2 separate regions of the Sus scrofa genome follow, and region 2 is linked to region 1. Evidence: chromatin contacts called from public HiChIP or PLAC-seq data. All regions are on one chromosome and are shown on one strand. The core of a region is the stretch at or near the end of the contact, and the rest is flanking DNA. Distances in the headings are between cores, read along the strand shown. Region 1 holds the start of MYNN (myoneurin). Region 2 holds the start of ECT2 (protein ECT2).

The links. HiChIP or PLAC-seq counts read pairs in DNA pulled down with a chosen protein or histone mark.
Region 2: an H3K27ac HiChIP or PLAC-seq map of skeletal muscle shows a contact between it and region 1, with 4 times the contacts expected there. The contact joins the promoter of ECT2 here to the promoter of MYNN in region 1. A contact is called at or near these places in 1 of 5 promoter capture datasets (fetal liver) and 1 of 2 datasets of contacts at active chromatin or transcription factors (skeletal muscle).

What each region holds. Positions count from the first base shown.
Region 1 is chr13:108,430,995-108,437,485 of Sscrofa11.1, forward strand. MYNN (myoneurin) reads left to right here and starts at 4,200. Exons shown (of 7, transcript XM_005669990.3): 1 at 4,200-4,863; 2 at 5,646-5,942. The coding sequence starts at 5,677. It overlaps ACTRT3 (actin-related protein T3), which reads right to left and starts at 3,372. Exons shown (of 2, transcript XM_003358668.4): 1 at 821-3,372. The coding sequence starts at 1,020. TRNAV-AAC (a tRNA gene) reads left to right here and starts at 2,426; the gene lies at 2,426-2,498.
Region 2 is chr13:111,245,273-111,251,763 of Sscrofa11.1, forward strand. ECT2 (protein ECT2) reads left to right here and starts at 2,943. Exons shown (of 26, transcript XM_021069804.1): 1 at 2,943-3,092.

The DNA of each region.
Region 1 (6,491 bases), core at 2,950-5,449:
CAGTATCCCTTTATGAGCAAGACTGCCACAGCCTCTGAGAGATGGTAATTACCAGCAAAAGTTAGCACAGCTACCTTCCACTGCAATCTTTGCTTTCCACTGCCCACACCCTCCCCCGCCCTATTGGAATACACCCCCCCCCTTTTTTTTGTCTTTTTGACTTTTCTAGGGCCGCTTCTGCCGCACATGGAGATTCCCAGGCTAGGGGTCGAATCGGAGCTGTAGCCACTGGCTGTAGCCACAGGCCTACACCAGGGCCACAGCAAGGCAGGATCCGAGCCGCGTCTGCAACCTACACCACAGCTCAAGGCAACGCCAGATCCTTAACCCACTGAGCAAGGCCAGGGATCAAACCCGCAACCTCATGGTTCTTAGTCGGATTCGTTAACCACTGTGCCACGATGGGAACTCCAAGGAGTACCCCTCTCGACTTGGAAAAAAAAAAAAAAAAAAAAAAAAATAGGGAAATCTTCACATAATAATGTTTTAATAACAGTCAACTGAAAAAAAAAAAAAAAACCGTGACACAGATACTATTCATTAACATTCCTAAAACTCGTATTTTATGAATGAACTCGTATTTTATGAACGATAACTGTGTTTCTACGTTTGACTACATTTGACTAGATACCGAAAAGAAGTAATGGTCACTCTAGATATGTGGTCCGCTCAGATTTGCGGCTCAAGCGTTTGCAATAACGCGGGTTGTAGATACTTTCCTGTTCCTCCTCTCTTTACCTTTTCCCTCACTCTTGAGCCCCTCCTACGGGCACTCCCTCCTTCCGCTCCTCGGGTCCTGCCTACAGGGAGAAGGCGGTACCTGATGGAAAGGGAGTGTCTCCGCTCCTGAGCTTGGTCTCCCACGCACACTTCCTGCGCGCCCTCAACAGCCCAGGTCTGGCCCTTGGCGCGGCCGATGATATTCGGGTAGATAAAGAGAGGATCCCGGGACCCAGCCAGGCCAGCCTTGATCACTCCTGAGCCGTTGTCGATCACCACCGGTAGCTGGTAGTAGCTCATGCCGCCGCCGCAGCCTCCTGTCGCCCGGCCGCTCCGGCTGTTTTGGCTGCAGGCTGAGCGGGAAGCGCGCAAAGTGATGAGCGGGGGCCGAGGGCCTGGAACGCCGCGTCATAGAGGCCCCCGCACGGCCCCACGGGGCCTGAGCGGGGCTGGTGCGGCGACAGCCCAAGCCCGTGGGCTGTGTGGACTCAAGGTGTGGTCTGAAGTGCCACCCACGGTTGCGTCTCACCCGGGATGGACTACTCCTTTCCCGTTGGAATCCTGGAATACCAATATCGGGAAAACCCGATTGTCCTCCCCAAAGATAAAAATCTAATCCTTCACGAGAGGCTTTCTCTAGTACTTCAATGAAACATAAAAGGTTTTATTTCTCAGAGCCATTAAATTCTGATTAATAGGTCCAGGGACCTATGGGAAGCCCCGAAATGAGCCCTAGAAACTGGAATAAAGGTGGAGAGCCTTGACAGGTGAAAGTTTTAAGAGGGGAAGCACAGCCTATGCTTCTGAAACCCTCGTCAACTTCTAAAAATAAAAAGGAAAAAAGTGCTATTATTTAAAGTGGATTTAAAATACTTTGATTATGGTTTTTATATATACTGGGCAATAGTTTGTGTTTCTCGTGGTTTCTAAGTAAAATGTACTCAAAACCAAAATAGTAGAAACATTAAAAAAAAATTTTTTTTAGCACTCCCATTACGTTATCCCCCCACCCCCTGCAGTGTAATATGGAAGCTCATTTCTGGTTCCCTAAAAGTTCTTGATTTTTAGGCAGAAGAATGTGTCTGCTTCTTCACGGGGAAAACGATATTCAGTACGTCATATGAAGTTCGGACTTAGAAAAATTTATGTTCATTGTGCGCCAAAGTGCATCTTGGTGTCTGATTATTATTTTTTTTTAACCCCCTCAATTTTACACACCATGTAGAAGATTTTAAAGCAAGTACCTAAGCAGGAGAGAAGATTCAAAAGCTAATGACACATCCCTTCACCAGAGGCTGAACCGGTTACTTTCTCGCTAGCTAAATGACTGCTAAGGAGGTTGGTGCGCGAGTTCGCGTGCTGCGGGTCCTTCTTAGCCGGCCAAAGCCCTAAAACTCATCCGGGACTCTCAGCAGCTAAACGAGGAGAAAAGAAACTAATACAACACTTCTTTTCCGTGGAGGGAATTAAACCCAAAAGAAAGGCACATAACGCGTGCCGGGTTTCTAACTACCTTTGAAAAAAGCATATGCAAATTCTAACTTTTGAAATAGTGGTACTATTTAATTGGATCTATGCTTATTTTCCTTTTTTTGTTCGTTTGTTTTGTTGATCTGTTTAAAATTCCTTTATCTACTTTGAAGTGCTCAAGCTGCATGTTACAATAGCGATATCAACAAACTTCAGAGAGCTTGTTACTAGGAAGGTTTCCGTAGTGTAGTGGTTATCACGTTCGCCTAACACGCGAAAGGTCCCCGGTTCGAAACCGGGCGGAAACAGTGCCTTTGTTTCTTTTCCTCCCTCTTTGTTTTATGAAATTATGTTCTTCAAAAACATAATCTTGATAGAAACTTGCAGTAAAACATAATCTTGATAGAAACTTGCAGTATCTTGGAAATTTCAAATTGCTTGTTTTATTTAAATACATCTCACAACCTAATACTGAAAAAATAATGTAATGTACAGCCTGGTAACATTACCGGGCAGGGCCCTTTGGGGCTCCTGGGCACAAAAGCCTTTCTCTGTCCCCATTTCTTTTTAGGAAATAGGCCTCATTCAGCCTCCTTGACCTCCCTTGAGTGCCAAAGGGCAGGTAGTAGGAAGGAAAGATTACAGAAAACCAGATATCTAAAGTTGGGAAATTTAGCGCTTTTCTATGAAAGAATGCAAATGTCTAGGCTCACTGAAATCATCCTTTGATGTGCATCTCCACCAGTGTTCTGTGTTTTCACAGCCTGAGTTTCAAGGAGGGCAGGGTGGGGGGGCTCGCTCTCGGGAGTGGTTGCTAGATGGCAGGTATTCTTTGTTTCCTTCCTGAGTTCCCACAGGGCTCCGAGGTTCAGCCTCCGAGGTGGCTGCATTCCCGGTTGATTTGTGCCATCCTTTGTTTTGTGGACTTAACTATCAGTGTATGTGATAAAGAACTAAAAGACCCTAGCAAATGGAAGATGTTAACTACCTGATGAAGGATTGTTCATTCTGGAAAGAAGGACCACTAGAACCAGTCCTGGGGTCACAAAAACACCAACTTTGAAAAACAATGCAAGCCAGCATTTTCCCTGATCCTTATCTGTGGCCCTATTTTTCTACTTCCAAATTATAAAACCACTTCCTATTCTCTCCCAAAGGGGGGCACAGTCTTTAGGGCATTAGTCTGCTATAGCCCTCCTTTGCCTGGCAAAGCAATAAAGCTGTTACTTTTCTCCTTCACCCAAAACTCTTGTCTCCCTGTTTCTATTCAGCACTGGTGGACAGAGAGGTCCAGTTTCCACAACAAGGTAATCAAACACAGCACAAAAACTGGAGCCCTGGAGCCCTTGAGGACTCTGTATTACAAGTCATTTGGTTTTCCACTTGAGATTACAGATTTATCTAAACCCGAGACCATGTTTTATACTTCTAAATACTCAATATCTGTTCAACACATAGCAGAGGCTCATAAATATCTGAGTGAATTAATTACCAAAAAGGATTCTGACAAAACTAAAAGTGCAATCAGAAAGAAAATTATACTTATAAACATAAAATCAAGAAAGAACCAGCCTCTTTTTTTCCTAACGGTTGTGGTTTTATTCAAAAATATGATTCATACTGAGGAAAACTTAGAGACCAAACGGAATCTGTTTTTTTAAAAAAATCTCAGGAGAGAAGAAAAGAAACTCAAGTTGACACTGTCCTGAAAAATAAAGTCGCGAGTAAACTTCCTACGATCCTCATATAACTTTTAACAAGAAAAAAATGTTGAAGTTTTGGTTTTCTTAGATTTATAATGTCCAAGCGTGGTATAATTCACCCTAACATATCAGCATGACTTATCTTACTGTTTCTGTCTTTTCATTTTATGCAGATAAGCGGCACCCCTTTCCCTCACTGTACAAAATCTGAATACAACGTAAATCATTGTATTAAAGTTTTTCTAGTCCAGACGCAGAACATTTTCCGGTATAAAGCCCACCTTTCCCCACGCGCATGCCCAGTATGCCCTACTGCTTTGCACCGCTTTCGTGCATCCCAGGCTTCCAACACCAGGTAAGGGTATCCTGCAAACTGGATTCCGGTTGGCTGATGCAAACAAGAGCTTTTGGGTAGGTAAACTAAAAAGGAGTGATCAGTCTCAGCTCAAAAATTCCCATGGTCGAGAGCCCAAGTATATAAAGCAGCTGTTCCCACCGGTGGGGCCTCAAGAAAGGTGAGGCTGATGGGAGAAGTCGAGCAACTAACTACAAGCCCCAGCATGCAATGCACAATTTGGCTCCCGGAAAGAGGCGCGCTGTGCAGCGGAAAGCAGCCTTGGCCGGCAACACGAGTCGTGCGCGAGATGCTGACGGTCAGCCAACCAGAATGCTCAGAATGAGGAAGAGAGGCGGGGCGCTGTGAGCGTCCCCTTAGATCTCGTATCTATGACTCTCCAGTTTCCGGGTCTCCTGGCCCGCTAGGGAGGGGGTTCTCTGTGCGCCAGCCTCTTCCAGGCGGGTGTTAGATCTCCACGGTCCTAAGAGCCTACGCTGTTGCCACGGATCTCCCAGAGCCGGATGTGACGTCGCCTTGGAGTAGGAAGGGAGAGGCGGAGCGTAGCCCAGTGACGTCCTTCCAATATGGCGGAGTGAGAGTGAAGAAACAGTGTTTCCCCTTGGGTTGCTATAGGTGAGTTCTGTCTTTGCCCCCAGCCCGCCATCCCAGCTCCCTCCAGATCCTGGGTCACTAGAGGGCAGGTTCCTTGGAGCGCGAGCTGTTGTCGGAGCCAAGTGTTAACGTTGAAAGCTCGGGCGAGGCAGTCCTGGTGTTGGCCTTGGCCACAACCTCTGCTGTGGGAATTCGCGGGAGTGGGAGCTGGGCGAAGGGCAGGGAGGCAGAAACCAGGAGAGATCGGCTTTGGTTGTCACCCTATGATACCACCTCGAGTGGGGAAGGAAGGGGTGTGGCTTCCTCGGGGTGAGTGACCTAACCTTTGACAACTCTTGGCCCTGCCCCCTCGGCACCCGTCTAGCGTTTTGAAGCCACTATGTAACAGGTTTCATTGGGGAGCAGTTTTCAAGACCTCGTACCGTGTCCTTACTCAGTTTGCCCCAACGATCATTCTTTTAGTGGTTGATTTTTTCTCCCAAATATATGTTTGCCTACTGAGCTTGAAAGTGAAAGTTCAGCTGATCCAAAAGCGTGGAATTTTGCAGTGCTTTTTTTTTTCCTTTTTTTCCCCGCTTTGTGGAAATATTTTCTCGCGTCGCCATTTATTACCGCGTCCAAAGGATTGTGTTAGTTGACCAAGATGAAATAAAAGCTAGGAAGGCATTTGTCCCTTCGGCATTTTTTAACCATATCTGTGAATTTTCTGGGGACGTAAAATGAGAACAGACTTTATTCTTGTTGCGTGAAAAGTTTGATGACAGCTTAGGTTTACTAATTTACTATTTATTTTTGTTTTTTAGAACAAGGGTAAAATTCGTTTGTGATATCAAAATGCAGTATTCGCACCACTGTGAGCACCTTTTAGAGAGACTGAACAAACAACGGGAAGCTGGTTTTCTTTGTGACTGCACCATAGTGATTGGGGAATTCCAGTTTAAAGCTCATAGGAATGTGCTTGCCTCCTTTAGTGAGTATTTTGGTGCGATCTACAGAAGCACTTCTGAGAACAATGTCTTTCTTGATCAGAGTCAGGTGAAGGCTGATGGATTTCAGAAACTGTTGGAGTTTATATACACAGGAACTTTAAATCTTGACAGGTAAAGTACACATTTTATTTCCACTTATAAAAGCTGGTCAATAGTCTTTAGAGCTAAACCATTTTGGTATTTTTTCCATACAGTCATTGAACTCTTCAAATATTGATATGTACAGTGTTGTTTTTAATGAATCAGTGTCACTGATTTGGGATAAACAGACTATGTTTTGTAAGCACAAAAAAATACAGATGTTAATGTAGTTAACGCATTGTTTCTGACACATTTGATTTATCTGCTGAAATAAAGCTTGTGATTTCAGTTATGTAAACTTAAAATATGATAAATATTAATTCCAATTTCCCCTAGCTTTTTATCTTTATGATTCTCTGGTCTTCTCTCTCACTCTCTGTCCCCTTCGTCTTAAGGTCTTTGGGGTGAGAAGGTGTAAGTGGAAAAGAGATCCTCCGTTTATTTAATAGTGCTCCCATTTCCAGCCATAAATAGCAACATGCAGGACTTCTTCCTGATCTTGATTCAGGAAAATAATTCCATTGGCATGTTAATGGCAATGACTCTTGTTATTTCTGTACAGCTATCAGTACTAATGTT
Region 2 (6,491 bases), core at 1,693-4,192, 2.8 Mb after region 1:
AGTTCTCATCAGTAGATGAGAACAAACTACAAAGATGTGAGAAATCTTGTTCATTCTGATTTGAGGAGTGACAGCATGAGTAGTGTTCACACTTGTGGGTAGGCAAAGGGTGGAGAAAGATATTCCATAACTCCAAACTAACTTCTTGACTCTCCATTCTCTGCTGCCCTGAAGGACTACTTTCATCTGAGTACAGATGAAAAATAAGATAGAGACAGAAGGAGGAGGTGGGGAGGAAAGAAAGGAACTATAAATAAAGAGGAGGGGATAAACTGGAAGAGGAACAAATGTAAGATGGGAGTCATGAAAGATGGTTCAGCATGTCACTCAATTCAGAGGTGTAGATGGAGAAGCTGATCCTCCAAAGGCAAAATCTCAGTTGCTCTGTCTTCCACATTTCCTCCCCTCCCCCTCAGAATCATTTCATTGCTTGAGGAAAATATGTCACATACTTTAATATACTCAATAAGTTTAGTATTTTTTTGTTTGAAACCTGCTTATTCAGCATCTTAGAAATTGTGGATGACGTAACAATTTTTTTTTTTTTTTTGTCTTTTTGTCTTTTCTAGGGCCACTCCTGTGGCATATGGAGGTTCCCACGCCAGGGGTCTAATCAGAGCTGTAGCCACCAGCCTACGCCAGAGCCACAGGAACTCGGGATCCTTAATCCACTGAGCAAGGCCAGGGATCGAACCCGCAACCTCATGGTTCCTAGTCGGATTCGTTAACCACTGCACCACGACGGGAACTCCAACATAACAATTTTAAATGGTTTATTCTTTCAAGGAACTTCTTATTTTGATCTACCTATCTATCCTATAAACAGTTTTGTCCCCTTGACAATGAATTCAATGAAGGCAGAGGCTAACATTTATCATAAAGAATCTTGGCTGAGACTTGCCTTAGAAGAGAACAGAACCCTGGCCGTGGGCAGTAGCAAGAGGGCTGTATCTTCTAGACAAGCACAACAGGCTTTCCCTTAGAAGAGAGAGATTAAGTTTGGTTCAGAGGGACTGTCCTGTCTCTAGCAGGAAAAGAATACAATGGAGGTCTTTGTTGGATCAAGCTTTGTCTGTTGGGGGTTGGGGGTCGGGTGGGATTTGGGGAAGGGTAGGGCAAGGGGAACAGAAACAGGTGCCATGGCTTCTGTGGTGAGGTGTAAGAAGGCAGTATAGAGAACCATCCATTACATCTGGAAATTAAAGGGCCTCAGCTGAGATAACAGTAATGGTACTAGCAGCATCCACAGTACCAGTAAAAGTAGTAGAATTACTAACAGCTAACATCTATTCAATGTTTCTTATATGCCAGAATATGTTTTAATTACATATATTAACTTTTTTATGTAAACTTTTATATAAACTTTTTTATATAAACTCAAACCAAGGCATAGGGAGGTTAAATAACTTGCTTGAGGTTACATGCCTAGAAAATGGAAAAGGATGTAACATAGTTAGGAAATGTTAGAAGACTGTATTACTTGTTTATTTGCTAGTCAAACTGCCATATAACCCTGAAAAGGAAATCAAGCACAGCTTTTGTTAAGCTAGTACACAATTTGCATGGTGATATCTTATGGGCAATTATTAGATTTGGGCGCAAACCCTAAAAGGGATCAATGCACAGGTTGCTTTCTTCACTAGCTTAATACATTTTCAGTGATGAGGCTTTTTGGAATGCTGGGGCACACCCTAGTTGAAGTATGCAAGCACATTCCAAAGTGAAATTTCAATTACTGGTTTTCTTTTCTTTTGCCCTAACAGTTATCATGACATTAAATGAGGGGCAGACTGTAAGTATTCTTCAATTATAAAGGGAAACAAATAATTACCAGACTGTTTCTTTCATTTTGTGGAATGTGTTATAAACTTCTTAGGCTTTCTAAGTGACCTGACAAAATTAGGAAAAATTCTAAATCCTGACGACCCTTTCAGTTGTGCAGAAGTGTTACATTCCAAAATACACGTTTTCCTCCTCTTATGAAAATTTAAGCTTCCAGCAATAGATTGTCCTTTCTTCCTTTATTTAAACCAAGGATTAGGTAGGGACTATGCAAAACTGATCTTTGGGAAGCAAATTTTTAAGAGGTTGTATTACAGGGCATTATATTTAGAAATGAAGAAAATAAAATATTTTCATTATAGCAATAGTAATTACTGGAAAAACAAATTCTTGGCTAGACCTCAGAGGAAAGGAGCAAATCTCAGGGTGTGTGTGTAGGGGGAGGGGGGCAACTGGAAGCAATTTACTTTAACTCCAGGAGATTCTAGAATCTCGTAATATATTTTTACAACTGTTCAAGTGCAAGAAGGGAGAGAGGGAGGGAGGAAGGGAGAGAGGGAGGGAGGAAGTCCTGGAAACACTAAGAATTTATTTTTCTAATCACCGGTGAAATTCCTTAATCCAGACACACTTGCTTTGCATAAATCAGGATTTAAATAAGCGGCTGCTGATTTGAAGTCCACCTGGAGTGCCGGCGAGTTCCCTTGTCCTCAGCCCTGCCAGGCCAACACAGTAACCAAACCCCAAACTCCACAACCAAACTAAAAATTTAAAGCAAAAAGTTTACAAGCAGAAAACTCTTAAAGAGCTCACAAGAAGCAATGGGGGAAAATTCATCTATCAAGGCACTGATTAAGTTTAAAGGATTTGGTGAAAAAGTTTTTTTTGAGGAACTTAAACCTTCCTTACGAAATAGGATGTTTACTGAAAAAACAAGCGGTAGCCATAGACACACCTGCTACTCCCACAGAAGCCCAGTAGCCACTACCGCCATCTTCTGGTCACATCCGGGCACTTCTTTACCCATTCCCGACGTTCCGACGTCGGAGCCGTTGGGTTTATTTGAAACACACGCACAACCAATCAGTCGGCGCTTGCGGGGAGGTGGGCGGAGAACAGCGGCCAATCACCTCCCCCTAGAGGCTCCAGCCTATGGGAGGGAGGTTGACATCACGCGCCAATCGGCATGGCTTTTGGAGAGAGCGGTTTGCTTTTTTGAATTGGCAGTGGCCGCCGGCGAGGAATGGCGGTAACGGTGAGAAGGCTTGGTGTTTGAAGTGGTGGAACTTTCAGGGCGTCTTTAGAGCGTGGTGAGGGCTCTGTAGGTGTGGGAGGCGGAGGTGGGAATGGGTTGGCGATCCCGGAGCAGCGGGCCGCTCAGTTCGTGTCCCAGGGCCCCGCCCCGGTGACCGCGAATTCCGGAGCTCCCAGCCCAGGTTTCTCGGCTTTGGGAAACTTTCGGCCGGGTTGCCAACAGCGGGGGCCGGGAGGAGGAGTGGGAGCCCGAAGTCCACCTGGCTGCTAAGCTTCACCGGTCACCGAATTGGATGCTTTCTGTTAAAGAGGTTCTAGGCGAAGGGGGCAGCTGTTGGGAGGAGGGTCTTGGAGAGCCGCACTGGCCGCTGTGGTTCTAGGGGCCGGCAGCTGCGGCCTTTGGGAGCTTATCTCAGATTACTTAGTGGTTTCCCTTTTGGATTCTTCTCCGGCGTCTTCTCTGTGGGAAGTTTAGTTTCTAGTATTTCTGTAAAACGCCCGCCCATTTGGCGCCCCACGCTGGGTACAGATAAGTATGGTTTAGTGGTTCAAAAAGTGCAGCCTCGGGACTCAGCCGGGATTTGAATCCTTGTTTTGCTACTAACAGTTTGACCTGGGGGGTGTTGGTCTCTCTGCTTTAGGTTTCTTGATCTAAAAAATGGATATGGTAATAGAACCTGCCTCTTAGAATTGTCGCAAAGATTAAACGCAAGTTAGATGTTTAAGGACACTGTCTTAAGATTTAGAACAATGCCGCATATTAAGTTACTTGTTAATCAAGTGTCATATATGTTAGCAATCACGTTATTGTCAGTAACACCACCAATAAAACCAGTAGGGCATTTAGCTCCTCCACCCTGACAGATGATTGCCTAAAAAAAAAAAGTAAAAGAAAACAAAGTGAATATTTAAATGACAGCTTTTATCTTCGTGATGAAAAGAGGCATGTGTTGTAGTATGTATTTATCAGAAGCTCCTTGAGTATGTGCTCAGTTGAGAAATAATCTGTATGAGTTTATAAACACTAATTCTTTTGTGTTTATTTAAAAACTTACAGAATACATGAATGTGAAAATGCCATTAGTGTATTTCAGTCTGTAATCAGACTGTTGGTTGTTGTGTCATCAGTTTACTATACAGCTCTTTCTAAATTTTAAAGCTGTTTTGGCAATAAATTGGTCATGTACAGTTATCATCACAGACAATTTCAAATTTTTTTTTTTCTCTTTATGGCCACTCCTGTGGCATATGGAGCTTCCCAGGCTAGGGGTGGAATCAGAGTTGTAGTTGCTGGCCTACACCATAGCCATAGCAACACAGGATCCCAGTAGGTCTGTGACCTACACCGGCAGCGCTGGATCCTTAACCAACAGAGCAAGGCCAGTAATGGACCCTGTGTCCTCGTGGATACTAGTCAGATTTGTTTCCGCTGAGCCAGGACGGGCTCAACAATTTTAATTTATAACCGCCCACCTGTTAAACAGAGAAGCATAGGTGAAAAATATAAACTCAGGGTGTTTTTGATTTATTAAGGTCTCCCTCCTCCATTCCTTAAAGCAGGCTAATTCTTTTCTTTCTTTCTTTCTTTTTTTTTTTTTTCTTTTTAGGGCTGTGCTTGCTGCATACAGCATATGGAAGTTCTCTGGCTAAGGATAGAAACCTGCTGGCCTACTCCACAGCCATAGCAATGCCAGATCCAAGCCTTGTCTGTGATCTACGCCACAGCTCAAGGTAGTGCTGGATCCTTTAACCCACTGAGCGAGGCCAGGGATGGATGCTAGTTGGGTTCGTTACCACTGAGCCACAGGGGAACTCCGGCTAGTTCATTTCATTTTCTTTTTAACATTCTTTTGGGGGAATTTTAAATGAAAGCCTATTTAAAGCCTTTCTTTTTCATTGGAAACATTTAAGTGTAAGAGAGTTAACAAAAAAAATAAGGGCTGTAAAGAATTTATCATTGATTCTAAGTAAAGACTCTTGTTAACAACTATTGGTGCACTCCTTTGGAGAGCCTTAGAGTAATGATAGACATGGATGTACAGTAAGACAATAAATGATGTCCACACTTACAATAGTATATGAGAATGATAATTGTCACTCATTTAAAAACATCTAGGGAGTTCCTCTTGTGACTCAGTGGTAACGAACCCGACTAGTATCTATGAGAATGCGGGTTCCATCCCTGGCCTCGCTTAGTGGGTTAAAGATCTGCCTTTGCTGTTAGCTGTGGTGTAGGTCACAGATGGAGCTTGGATATGGCATTGCTGTGGCATAGGCCAGTAGCTGCAGCTCCTATTCAACCCCTAGCCTGCTAACTAACTATGTTGCAGGTGTGGCCCTAACAATAAAAATAAAATAAAATGAAAACATCATCTCTTCAGTGTTTATCAGATTTGTATTTGAGTTATTCTGTTATCTCTCTTACTGAATGTAGCAACTAAGGCTCTGAGGCTTAACCTACTAATTGCAGAGTTGAGACAGGTAGCTGAGTTTCTTGACTTTGAAGTGTGTACCCAATTAGGCTTAGGTCTATTATTAGTGTGTACGTCTTCACACTATTTGGTATCACCATACAGGAATGAGGCTAAGATACCTTAAACTATTAGTTTGATAAAAATCGGGTGAAAGTTATTTGTATATTTTATTAATCTAAAAAGGTAGGAAAATGTAAATTAGATCAGGCATGTACCTCTAGGTAAGATGGGTCCTCCTCAAATATTTGCCTGATATTCTGGAACTTTACTTCAAGATAATAAAAACACATAAAAACACCTGTTTGAATAGATGAAAAAAAGATTTTCTTTCATAGTGCAGAGTCATATTGACACTTGTCATTTGTCTCATGAAATCTTTTAGAGGAGAAACATTTGTTAAGTAATATGAAAATACATATACAGGAGCAGTCCAGTTATACATGGGCGATTTAGAGACATCCACAGAGGATAAGTGGAGTGGGGGGTCAGGAATTGGAAGACAAGATAGGTGGAAAATTGAGCACTGTTAAATGTAAGGTGTGGAGTAAATTGTGACTTGTGTTTGAAAAATGCTGGGAAATGTATTGTGTCTGGAGCACACAGTATATGTTGACTGGGGGAATTATAGGAGATAAGGATGAAGAGGTAGGCTAGGACTAGAGTGTAAACAGGATGGTGAATTTGAATTTGTATAGGGAACAGTGCTCATGGAAGTTATAATCAAGGAAGTAATATGGTCACATTGTTTTTAGGACCATAGCCGGAAAACCACGTTGAGAATGACCTCTGAAGAAACTGGTGATAGAAAAAGTTGTTTGGAGCTGTGTATTTGACCAAGTGGCCATTGTGGCATTGGCCACAAAAAGGCGGGCCATGTCCCCAGAGATACAGAGATGCTTGAGGGATTAATAGGAATTTTGGGGAGGGCAATGAAGTGGAGGAAAGAGTAAGGATGGATAGAATTTTTGACTGGGATTATTT